2 separate regions of the Gossypium hirsutum genome follow, and region 2 is linked to region 1. The links are chromatin contacts, called in public Hi-C maps. All regions are on one chromosome and are shown on one strand. The core of a region is the stretch at or near the end of the contact, and the rest is flanking DNA. Distances in the headings are between cores, read along the strand shown. Region 1 holds the start of LOC107950408 (GPI ethanolamine phosphate transferase 2). Region 2 holds the start of LOC107950395 (FCS-Like Zinc finger 6).

Region 1 (6,038 bases), core at 909-3,408:
TCTAGAGCCATTTCTTTTATGGCATTGTGAAGCCTATTTTACTGTTGTCAATATAGAATGTACCGGAACTGATGTGTAGTTATTGGAGTACTTTCATGACATCATACTACATTCATGTCCCTCTTACTCTGCATAACATTATTAATGGTTTTCAACTATGACGTTTGATCATATTGAACTCCAACATAGCACCTAAGATTGGTATGTTAAGTTAATCTTCAAAGCAGTCAATGAATAGTTTATTAATTATATTGGATTTATAACTAAGCTCAGCAAACAGGATGGAGACAAATAAGAACAAGAAAAACACAGAAACCAACCTAGGCAGCACCAGCACAGTAGCATGAATGTAAACAGTGGTAACCACGAACATCTTAACTTAGAAAAGTAGAAACTAGAGAGTACCTAAGCTGGCAACCTTTGGTGTCTTGAGTATTATGTTTCTCCAATTATAATAATAATAAAGTAAAAAAAAAAAAAACTGAGATGGGGACAAACATCAATATAACAATATTACAAGATATTTCCTTTTAGATCAAGGAAAATAAAAAATGCTAACCAAAAGATCCCAGTCATCTTTACTAAGTTCATCTCCCAAATGTCGCGAAACATTTTGATCTACTTGCACAGTATCCTTCACCTGTATCAATAACAAATTATGTAAAGTCAGGAATCTGCTCACATAATTTTTACAGATAAAGATAAAACACTGCATGCCAAGAATGAGAAATACATAGAAGCTGCTAACACCATCATGCCTTTTGAATAACCCAGGAAACAACTTAAGCCATGTTTCATCACCGAGCATCACCATTTTCCGGCCAATCTTGAAAAACTGACCTGCCATATGAGTGAATAATGAAGCCCCTCAATAGATCCATTAAAAGTAAAACGTACTCTTGCATTACAGAACATCAAGGTAACTTTAAATCTAACCAAGAAGATTGTCATCTGTCATAGCCTGTGTGTTAAAATTGAATGCTACATCCAAGAATCCACCAATTGCACCAGAGACCATAGCCTACAATCACAAGCTAACACCGTGAGGCCAAAACCATATTCCAGAAAAACATATAACTTCATATATTTTTAAAAGGAGTTAGATTAGTTGTTTCCATATCAGTTGCAAACCAAACAATTCAGGATGCTGGCATGACTTGTTCAAGCAAATGAAATTTTGTGGCCCCATGCATGCTGCGCAACAGCTAATGTGATAGGATGGATATATGTAACAATTTCTCCTTTAGGAACAATCAGAAAAGTCCACACCTTTAATCGAGGCATTGTTACAGTAGGAGGGGCAGCCTTAGCATGGTAACCAATAGCCGATCCACTGGCTAGCAATGACTGAGTATAAGGCATTGCCTCCTTAAATTGCTTATTAGGCGGTTTCCCATCTTTTCCAAACACGAATTCTGCTGGAAGACCGTCTACAATCTACACTAAACTAAACTCCTTGTAAATTATACAACAAAAACTCAAATTAACCCTTTAAACAGAAACAAACTAAGCAACTAACTAACTAAAACTAACTTACCATTAAAATAAGTCTATCAAACGAAGGAGGAATCCCCGACAATTCCTAAGTCACAGAAAAAAGAACGGTCTTCAGAATTTCAAAGCAATTGGAAAGGCACGGTTCGTTTATTTATTTATTTTCATTTATTTTAGATTAAAAACTCTATTAGAACGAACTTGATATAATGATTTGAGTTGATCGGACGGCAAGGTCGTGTCGCTTTGATTGCTAACGAAGTCGCATGCCGGCACGTAAAAACTCTCCGAACCACTGAAGATAAAGCAAAACATTTAAAACAAAAAAAGAAAAAATTGAATTGAATTGTTTAGAATTGTGATCTGATTTCAAATTGAAAATGAGATATTCTTTCGTTTTCGAATGAAACAAAGTGTTTACCTGGTGCCGGGAAGAGCCGGTTTTACCGGGAAAAAGCCGAAGACGAAAAAGGAAAGGCCGATGACTTGAGTTACGACTCCGGCTATGGTGATTAAAGACAGTTTGGTGCAAGTCAGAGGCGCCATCTTTTAGGATTTTGAATTAGGAAACGTTCAAAAACCCTAATTTCCTTAAATCAATAGAGTGGAATTCAGAAACGGAAAGGGGGATGAACAGATTTGCATTAGCTGAGCCTGAGAGCCAATGCAAGATTTGAACATACTTTTCGATTTTAAAAGGGTTAATTCCAATTGATATCCTCAAATTATGGTCCCGATTGTAAATTGGTATACAAACTCTGAAACGTTTTAATTGAATCATTAAGGTATTAATAATGAATCAATTTAAGTATTTCATCATCGATCTAGCGATTAGCTTGAGTATTATAGAGGTAAAACTACCATAACAATCCTTATATTATATCTTGAATTACATTTTGATCCCTATATTGAAAAATAGGTAAAGTAATCCATGTGCATTAGAGGAAGGGTAAACTACAACACATATCATCCTAAAATAGCGCCATTCTTATTTTGGTCACCTTAATTTTTGTTGTCAATTTAATTACTCTAATTAAGATAATTGCTCGAATTAATCATCCTGTAAAAATTCCTTTAATTCCCTAAACGGACTATTGATGTGATATTTTTTTTACTTTTGACTAAATTTAGGGATCTCTTAATAATTAATCCAAAACTCTCTTTTTTTTTCTCCAATGCTTAACTTTTCCTAGTTGAGAACATTTAGCTTTTGGGGAAGATTTTGATCATCTTTTGGAGTTCCATATGAATCTAAATCAGCCACTATCATACTACCATAATCAATTTGAAAAAGGAAACAGTGAAAGAAAACTATAAACTTCTACAAAAATGACCGTCATCGAAAAAAAAAATAGTAACAAAAGGAATAAACACGAAGAAGAAGAGCTTGAAAAGGTGACAGAAAGCTATAAGCTTAAACGAAAGCCACCATCACAGTCATTGGAACGCGAAAAGCAGATTGCTAAACCCGAAAAAGAAGAGCTTGAAAAGGTATCAGAAAAGTATAAACTTAAACGAAAGCAACCATCGCCTTCATCGGAACCCGAACAAGAGCTTGAAAGGTGACAGAAAGCAATCACCTTCTACAAGAGAATCCACTAGGAGTCTATAATACTGGGATTAATGAAGTTGGGAAACAAGTGTTGGATTTTAGTTATTTTTCTAAAAGCTCATATGATACCAAACAAAAAAAACTGTCCAGAAATTATCAAACAAGCAATGAAAACTAATTAAAAATAGTATTTTGGACTAGTTATAAGGGTACTTAACATCAATCAAAAGTAAAAAAAAAAATCATGTTAGCAATTCGTTAATAGATTAATGAAAATTTTAATGGCAATAACCAATTTGAGCAATTATCATAATTAGAGTGATTAAATTGACAAAAAAATTTAGAGGGACCAAAATAGAAATAACATTATTTTAGAATAACCTGCGGTATAATTATTAAATGAATGATAAAAATAGTCTTTATTAAACTCCCTAAATGCTTATATATAAGAAAAATAACAAATTATCCTTGAACTTTTACGCTTTTATTCCATTTAACTTTTTTTTTATCAGAAGTAAATTGAGAATTAACCTTCCACCACTAATGTAACACCATTTTTTTATATACCACCTAAGTAAATAATCACTAATATATAAAAAATTTACTCTCTCTCTTTTCTTATATCAATAGATGGAAACGATATTAAAAGAAGATTAATAAACAAGAAAAGATGTCTTATGCTCAATCATTGCTAGCAGTGAATTGGCTATTGGTTACCATGCTAAGGTGTGGACTTTTCTTGTTATTCTTAAAGGAGAAATTGTTATATTCATCCACCTTTTACATTAGCCATTGCCCAACATACATTGGACCAAAATGTTTCATTTGCTGAAGCAAGTCATGTCAGCATCCTGAATTGCGGGGTTTAAAATTGATATGGGAACATGTTGAACTTTGGCCTGCAATGCAACAATAGAGAAGTTTTGAAGCTTAACCAGTGCAGCAGTTATGTTTTGTTTAATATGTAACTAGCTTAGTTCATTTTGTAATTTGTCTATTTGAAACACTAAGACTGGTTTGCTGATTTGAGTGATGTTTAAGTGATGTTTTGGCTGATAAGTCAGCTTTACTTTGTGTGCAAGATAAGTTATGTATTTTCTCAATGTAATTAGTGGAGTAGTTATATATTAGGTAACTAGTTTGTAACTTATATTTGACTTAATGAAATCAATAATGCAATTCAATTTTTTGATCAATTTTTGCATTCGTTTCTCTTTACTTCATTTTTCTTTCTTGGTTTGGCTGATATCCCCAACAAATGGTATCGAGAGCCTGTCATCTTTGAGGGTCTCTATTGTTGGATGCTGTTTTTGTTGAGAGTCTTTGAAGAGAAAGAAACTGAAGCTATTTTTTTATTACTGCAACATGAGTTTTTCACCACCACCACCACCACTTGTCTTTGTTGGTGAAAACTACCACATATGGGGAGTGAAAATGAAGACTTACCTGCAAGCATACAACCTGTGGAATGTGGTGGAGACTGACACAAAACCACCTCTATTGAGGGCCAACCCCACCATAGACAAATCAAACAACATAGTGAGGACTGTACTAAGAAGCACAAATCAATGTCATGCTTGCAAAATAGAGTTTCTGATGTGATTTTCACTCGGATAATGGCCTGTAACACTCCAAAGCAGGTCTGAGAGAGGCTAAAGGAAGAGTTTCCGGGGTCTAATAAAACCAGGCAGTAGCAGTTGATCAACTTGAGAAAGGTCTTTGAGAATCTGAAGTTGAGAGAGTCTGAAACCATTAAGTAGTACTCTGACAGAATAATGGCCACAGTCAACAACATTAGGCTCATTGGAGATGATTTCAGTGAAAGAATAATTGTTGAAAAGGTCATTACAAACCTTCCTGAAAAATATGAGTCAAAGATCTCATCATTGGAGGATTAGAGAGATTTAACAATCATTTCATTGTCAGAGTTGATAAATGCTCTGTATGCACAAGAGTAAAGAAGGGCCAATAGGCTAGAGGAGTATCCTGAAGGAGCTTTCATAGCAAAAAAACAAAGAAAGGTCAGGTTCGAGCAATAAGGGAAAGAAACCTTGGCTTGACAAAAAGGAGAAACCAAAGAGAGATGCTGGGAAGAAAAGGTTCCCACCATGTATTCACTACACGAAGTCCACATACTTAGAGAGGTACTGCTGGTACAGACCTGACATTTAGTGTATGAGCTGTAAGCAGTTTGGTCACATTGAAAAGGTCTGCAAAAACAAAAGAAGGGCACAAACTTAGCAGCAGAACCAAGCTCAAGCTGCTGAGGACATTCAAGCTTAAGAGGAGCATGTTTTCATTGCATCCTATTTTGCAACCTCAAGTAAGGTCGGAAGGGATTGGTTGATAGATAGCAGTTGTACTCATCATATGGCATCTGATGAAGGGTCATTCAGAGACCTTGACAGTAGTTTTGTCTCCAAATTCAGAATAGGTAATGGAAACTTAATTGAGGCCAAAAGTAGAGACAATGTTGTAATCGACACACATTCAGGTAACAAAATAATTTCAGATGTTCCTTTTGTACCTGATATAGACCAAAATCTGCTCAGTGTTGGTCAGTTAATAGAGAATGGTTACTCTCTTACTTTTAAGAATAAGTCATGTGTTATTGAGGAATCACTTGGTCAAGAACTAGTGACAACAACTATGACTGAGAGATATTTTATGTTGGATGTGAATCAGTTAGAGATTAAGGCTTATGTTATTTTGGCTGATGAGGCTTGTTTATGGCACAAAATTTTAGGACATGTTAACTATAGGTTACTTGGTTTGCTGCATAAACTGGATCTGGTTGAAGATATGTTCAAGGTTGAAGTCAAAGATAGAGTTTGTGAGGTTTGTCAGCTTGGAAAGAAAGTGAGACTGCCATTTCCAGTTAACAAAGCATGGAGAGCTTGAGACAAGCTTTAGTTGGTTCATACTGTCATTTGTGGACCAATGAAGACCTCTTCTCTGAGTGACAGCAGATACTTTTTATTGTTTATTGATG
Region 2 (6,038 bases), core at 942-3,441, 180 kb after region 1:
ATGTAAGTTTAAATTAGACATTATTAGTAAGATTAAAATTATAAAATAATGATTTTTCAAAAATAACGATATACTATTATCAAGCAAAAATAATTACATTTAGTGTTTAACTTTTAATAATATATCAAATAATTTTATAATATAAATTCAATGATTATAAAATTTAATATTAAAAATTTAGTACTTAATTTTCAACTCTTTACACCTTTACTTTTATTTTATTTGGTAACGCTAAAATGAAAAAAACAAAACAAAGAAAATATGCATGAGAAAATTAAAGATATAAAATAGTTAAAAGTAAAAAAAGAAAAAAGAAGGTAAAGTCCCAAGTTTGAGATTTTCTAATTAATCCAATTTTTTTTTCTCAGTGAAAATCTTTAACTTTGTTCATTGTACTAAAATGGCAACAATTTGAATAGAATTAAGGTGATAAATATAAAGTTATGTTTGACATTAGATTTTGATAAAGAAAATTATAATTTAAAGATGAGATTTTCTTTTATTGTAATGATTCATTTGTTTGTGACATTAATAATTGATGGGTTGAATATATAGTGGAAGTAGTGATGGTGGTAGTAAAAAAAGGAAACTATATAAGAAAGTGTTATAACATTGGAATCCATATATAAGAACCTCAAAGCTTTGGCTATTTGCATCACCATCCACTTCTTTATAATAATTTAACTGCACCCACGATTATATATGACGAAAGCCCATTGATTTCTACTCTTCTTCTACTGAGGCTGGCTGGGTTTGGATTTTGGCTTAATTCCTATCGAAATTACTCATTCATCTACTTTCTTCAAAGTTCAAGCAGCAATCACAAGCTTCGCTTTAGAAGTCTTGGAGGAGGTGGTGGTTGAAGAGGAATGGGCATGGCGGTCTTCTTTCTTTGAAGTATTAATGTTTATGTGAAAATAGAACGTTAGTAATGATAATATATCGAAAAAAATAATAAATAAATAACATACAGATTTTTATGTATAAACCGTTTCAAGAAAAAATCATGGGCAAAGGAGAAGAAAATTCATTATGTCAAATTCGAATAATTACAAGAGAATTTTGATATAGGTAGAAAAAAACTTAATTTTAATCAAAGTCAAATATATTATGTTAATAAATACTAAATATGTTATACTCATAAAAACTAAATCTTGTTTCTATAAGATATATTTTGTTTAACTTAACTTACAAATAATCTGTTAGAATTTGGTTCAAACAACTCTAGCCGTTTAGCTTTTCTTTTCTTTCATCTTGCTTCATCTGTTTTTCTCTACACTCTTGACTACAAAACGCTGTATCCCCCCTGCAATAATGTTATTCTTTTTCATTATTTGACAAATAATTCAACCCAAATATTGGCTTTAATTCTCTGTTAATAATTATAATTCTACATATAACTTCTAGATACCATATATTAATATAAATTTTTTAAAAAAAGGTAAGAAGCAAAGACGGAGTTCTAAGGGAGGTTTAAATGTTGTTTGGATGGAAAGAAAGAGAAATATAATTTTTTTCTCTTTCTTTTCTTGTTCATACAACTTTAGATTCAATCTTAATATATATGATCTGAATTTTCAATAAAATTTAAAAGAAAATAAATGAAACTGGATGAAAGGAGAAGAATACCTATACATATATATGTCACGACCAGGAGCTAAGCGGCGATTACAAAGCCAACAAGCTCGCAAAAAAGGAGCAGCGGCAGTGGTGCCGCTGTCGATGACATGGCTAGTAAAAGAAGCTGGGTTTCTGGGCGACACCATGGCCAAGAAGCGTTGATCGTAACGGGAGTTAGCGTCGGGGGATTCATGCAAAGGGTGGATTTGAGGGGGAGGATGGGATATGATTGGGTCTTGGTGGTGGTCGACGACATCGACGGTGATGCCCGTCATGCTTGTCGTCCTCTTGATCGACTGACGTGAGCGTTTTCCGAGCATCATCCTGCTATATATATGTATGCGTATTGGCTTTCTCTCTTGTTTTTGCTCTAGTGAATAGCAAAGAGAGTGGGAACGGAAGGAAAAGCGAGGTGGGGGAGATAAATTAAGGGTGAGAGGATTGAAATGTAAAACATGGTTGATTATGCATATTTTAACCTTTAGGGAAGAATCGAGGGAATCTTTGGCACCCTCAGCTGGAAGTTTTTAAATACGAAAGAGATTCTTTTGGAGTTTTGGGAAGGTTAGTTATTTAATTATATAAAAGTCCATTATTGCTACGTGTCGGGTTGCTGGCATTGCTTTTACAAGCCTTGACATTTTGTTGCTAATGTCCCATCTTTCTTTTCTCACCTTTGGAACACACCTACTCCTTTTTCATCTCTCTACCAAACTTAGGAATTCCAATTTCATAATAACACTTTTAAAGCTTTAATTTAAGTTTTAAATGTTTGATGTTGGTGTTAAAAATGTTTTTAAGAAATAAAATAAAATATATATTTAAATGACATTTAAATTTGTGACATTTCAATAAAAGATAATTTTGTTGATACATAGTATCAATGGAGGTAAATGAGAAGGAGAGGGGCAGTATCGAAGAAGATCAGTTCAACCACTCTAGGGTTGAAAGCCAAAAAAAATAAAGACTCTTTTTTTTTCTAGACCCTGATACGTTAAGCATTCATCCTAAGTTTATTTACTTTTTTGGCTTTCAACTCTAGAGTGGGTGAACCGGCCTCCCTCGACACCACCCCCTCTCCTCCTCCTTTGTCTCTGTTGATCCTGTGTATCAACAAATTTATTGTAACCTACTATTAGTATTTTGATATATGAAATATGAAATTTAAAAATTTTAAAAAAAATAATTATTTGTAAAACTTAATTTGAGTATATAAATTATATTTTAAATATAAAAATATAATCTTTACAAATTTAAATATATAACATTGGTTTCTAAAAGATACAATTTGATTAACAATGGATTATAATTAGTTAAATATCTTAAATATAATTCATTCAACTCAATGAACTTTGTTTCTTAGTATTAGGGGATCTTTAATTTCGCACTTTTTCTTTAGAATTTTGAGGTACACCCACTACAGTCTATAATATATAACTTAGCCTTAAATCATGGTCCAAATGCTACAATGTTGACAAGTTGGGAAATCACTACAAAATTCCTAGGCTTTTAATATCAAATCTAACGTAATTTGGAGTTTAATTAATCTCAAATTTCATTGAAATTAAATTTAGGTTTGGTTTTAGTTGTCACGATAATTTGAGTTTCCTTAATTTAATAGTACGATTTAATCTAATTTGACTTAAATTGAGCTTAAATCATATCTTAATAAATGTTGCAGTTATATAGATCTAATTCGATTGAAAAGAATGAACAAAAATGATATATATATATATATATATATAAACGTTAGGTTAGAGAAACTTTTAAACAAATTAATCGTTTGTTGTTCATTGTATTATTGATTTTACCATTTTAAAATTTTCTTTGCTATTCATAAGATTTATAACATTTATAAATAAAAATTTTATTTTATTTAAATATTTAGTTAAATAAATTTATTTAAAAGGAAGGTTTGACACTTATAGAGGAAAAACGTTAAAATTTATATTAATTTATTTTTTATTTTTTCATAAGCAAGAAATATAAAAGAAAATTATATAATTACTTTATTTTTAAATATTAAAATTTAATTATGTATATCATAACTAACTCTTAACTTCTTATTTATTAAAGATTCCATTTTTTTAATTAAATTTATGTGAATGTTTTTAAATGCTAAATATTATTATTTTTTAAAATTCTCCTTTTTTTCTCTAAGTCTGATTATTTTTTCTATTTTGTTTTGCTTAACCGCGATGTTAGCTTTTGGGCCGGCTACTGCCCACCTTTTTTCTCTCCCTCCCATCAATTTCCTCGTTTTTTTTTTCTTATTCTCAGTCACTCCATGTGTTTTCTCTCTTTTAGTTTGCAGATCTATTTTGTGGATGTCTCTGCTGTCTTCACAAGTTGTGATAGACAAATGACATTGCCTATCGTCGCTGAAACTCCACCAGCCATCAACAGTTTCTCTTAGAAAGTGGGTGGCTTTTTATCAGCTTCTTAATTTGTTTCTATTTTGAAGGTATTTCAGAATAATAAATGATTTCACGAGTCGATTTAGACACGTCTTAAGTTTTATATGTTCTTTTGTTTATTTTTATTATTTAATAAGTTTTCACTTTTAGAGATTTTTGTTTACTTTTGTAGCACGTTTTTAGTCTTATTTTATGCATGTAATCTTGCTTTTACAAGTGATTTTAAGGATGGTTTTGTCGTTGTCCTCTCCAATTTAATTGATGCTCGATTTTTACCCGTCGCTTTGAACCGTTCAAAGTTGATTCCTTATCCTATTAAGTGCTTGCAATCACTCTAGATATATCATCCTTGAGTTGTGACAGAGTCAATTGTCAATGTGTCATAATGTTCTATGATGTTGAGGTTGAAGCCTTTGTTGTATTAATAGAGCTTGTCATGTACCACTTACAACAAGTAATTATTACTTTTTTTTTTTGAATTATATAGTTCCATTCTTTCAATTTCATTTTTATTCGCGAAGGTTACCTTTCAACTATGAGTTGAAAAACTATTCAGTCTACTGATAACAAATTTGAAAGATGAACTTTTAGTTTTGAACTCTTATATTTAGTTGGTAAAAAGGGAATTTTTAGTTAATAAACTTTTATTTAATTTCAATGTAAAATAAGGAAGAAGAGAAAAATAGAAAAGAAAGGAAAACATAAACATATAATTTTATATGAAAATGACCAGAATTAAACGTAAACGCAAGGAAGAAGAGAGCTATGGTGACGTGATGACTAGAAATTAGTTGTATCTCTAAAATTCATACTGACTTCAATAAAAAAAATCAAAATTAAGATATTTATCAATGGTAATAATGATTAATTCTTTTTTCGTAAGTACTTTCTAAAAAGATAAACGATTGGTCATGAAATCTTGTTTTATTTTGATGGGCAGAGATCAAATCCCTTATCAGATGGTTAAGGGATAAAGTAAACAACTACTACGAATAACAATAGAAAAAATTATCTTTAACATACTTAACTTTTTTTTAACTAAAATAGAATTTTAATTTTAACTAGAAATTTAATATTGATCAATAAAAAAATGTAAAACTATTTAGTTTTACTTGGGTAAGTATTATAATTACCAATCAAATACTTGAACTAAAAGCAAACAGAATAAATTTCAAGTATAAAGATTGGAGGAATAATTGAAAAAAAGAAGAGAAAAAGAAATCAAGCTGGTGGACATCCAAAGCCACTCCTTCCAAGTTCTTGCATATGCCACAGCCTATAAATTATTACATAATTTCGTTGTCAGGTTTAACAATAATTGTTATTTTAATGATTTTACATTTGATATATCATCATAGTCAATATCACTAAGTATTAATAAATATTTTACTATTTTATGCAATAATGCAACTAGATCTTGAATATGAAAGATGCAAAGATTTTGTGGGATTAATAAATGGAGCCGATGGCCCCTCTAAGTAGCAAATAGCTGGCCAATAATTATAGTATTTTGAAGTCTCTTTCTTCATAAAATAAAAGAAATCAATTAAGCAGTTTAAGCCCTGCTTAATGCTTGTTAATAAAATCCTTTGTTTTAAATCTTTTTTTGTGTTATGGTTTGAAAATCTCAAGGCTAATGTTGGAGTATTGCGTGTCAAGCCATCTCCGTGCTTCCTGCCAGGGTTTAATAATAAAATTCTTTACTTTAAATAAAAAAACACTGTTTATGTAGACTGAAACTTGGACAAAAGATTTCACAAATTTGGTCTCTCCTACTTCAAAATAACTATTTAATAATTACATTATTTTGAATAACATTGAGTTAAAGTATTTTTATTCCATTTTATCTTTGAATTTTATTTTTCAATTTTAATGAGAGTCCAAACAAAATTATAAAGTGTTAATAAAAATGGCACTTCACAAACTTCTCTCTAAATGATCAAAATTACCTCAACAAACATGTATTTTCTTAGAGTTGAGTGACTCAAATCCTTATTAAAA

What was found. A called contact is a pair of places that touch in the nucleus more often than the background predicts.
Region 2: a contact with region 1 is called in a Hi-C map of leaf, with 1.9 times the contacts expected there. The contact joins the promoter of LOC107950395 here to the promoter of LOC107950408 in region 1. A contact is called at or near these places in 4 of 34 Hi-C or Micro-C datasets (all in leaf).

What each region holds. Positions count from the first base shown.
Region 1 is chrD03:5,799,902-5,805,939 of Gossypium_hirsutum_v2.1, forward strand. It overlaps LOC107950408 (GPI ethanolamine phosphate transferase 2), which reads right to left and starts at 2,159. Exons shown (of 17, transcript XM_016885250.2): 1 at 1,916-2,159; 2 at 1,696-1,789; 3 at 1,538-1,582; 4 at 1,270-1,437; 5 at 937-1,021; 6 at 734-840; 7 at 560-640. The coding sequence starts at 2,040.
Region 2 is chrD03:5,983,440-5,989,477 of Gossypium_hirsutum_v2.1, forward strand. LOC107950395 (FCS-Like Zinc finger 6) reads right to left here and starts at 2,192. Exons shown (of 3, transcript XM_016885241.2): 1 at 1,630-2,192; 2 at 1,193-1,306; 3 at 459-890. The coding sequence starts at 1,943. The coding sequence ends at 1,225. It overlaps LOC107950396 (a long non-coding RNA gene), which reads left to right. Exons shown (of 5, transcript XR_005911112.1): 5 at 1-890.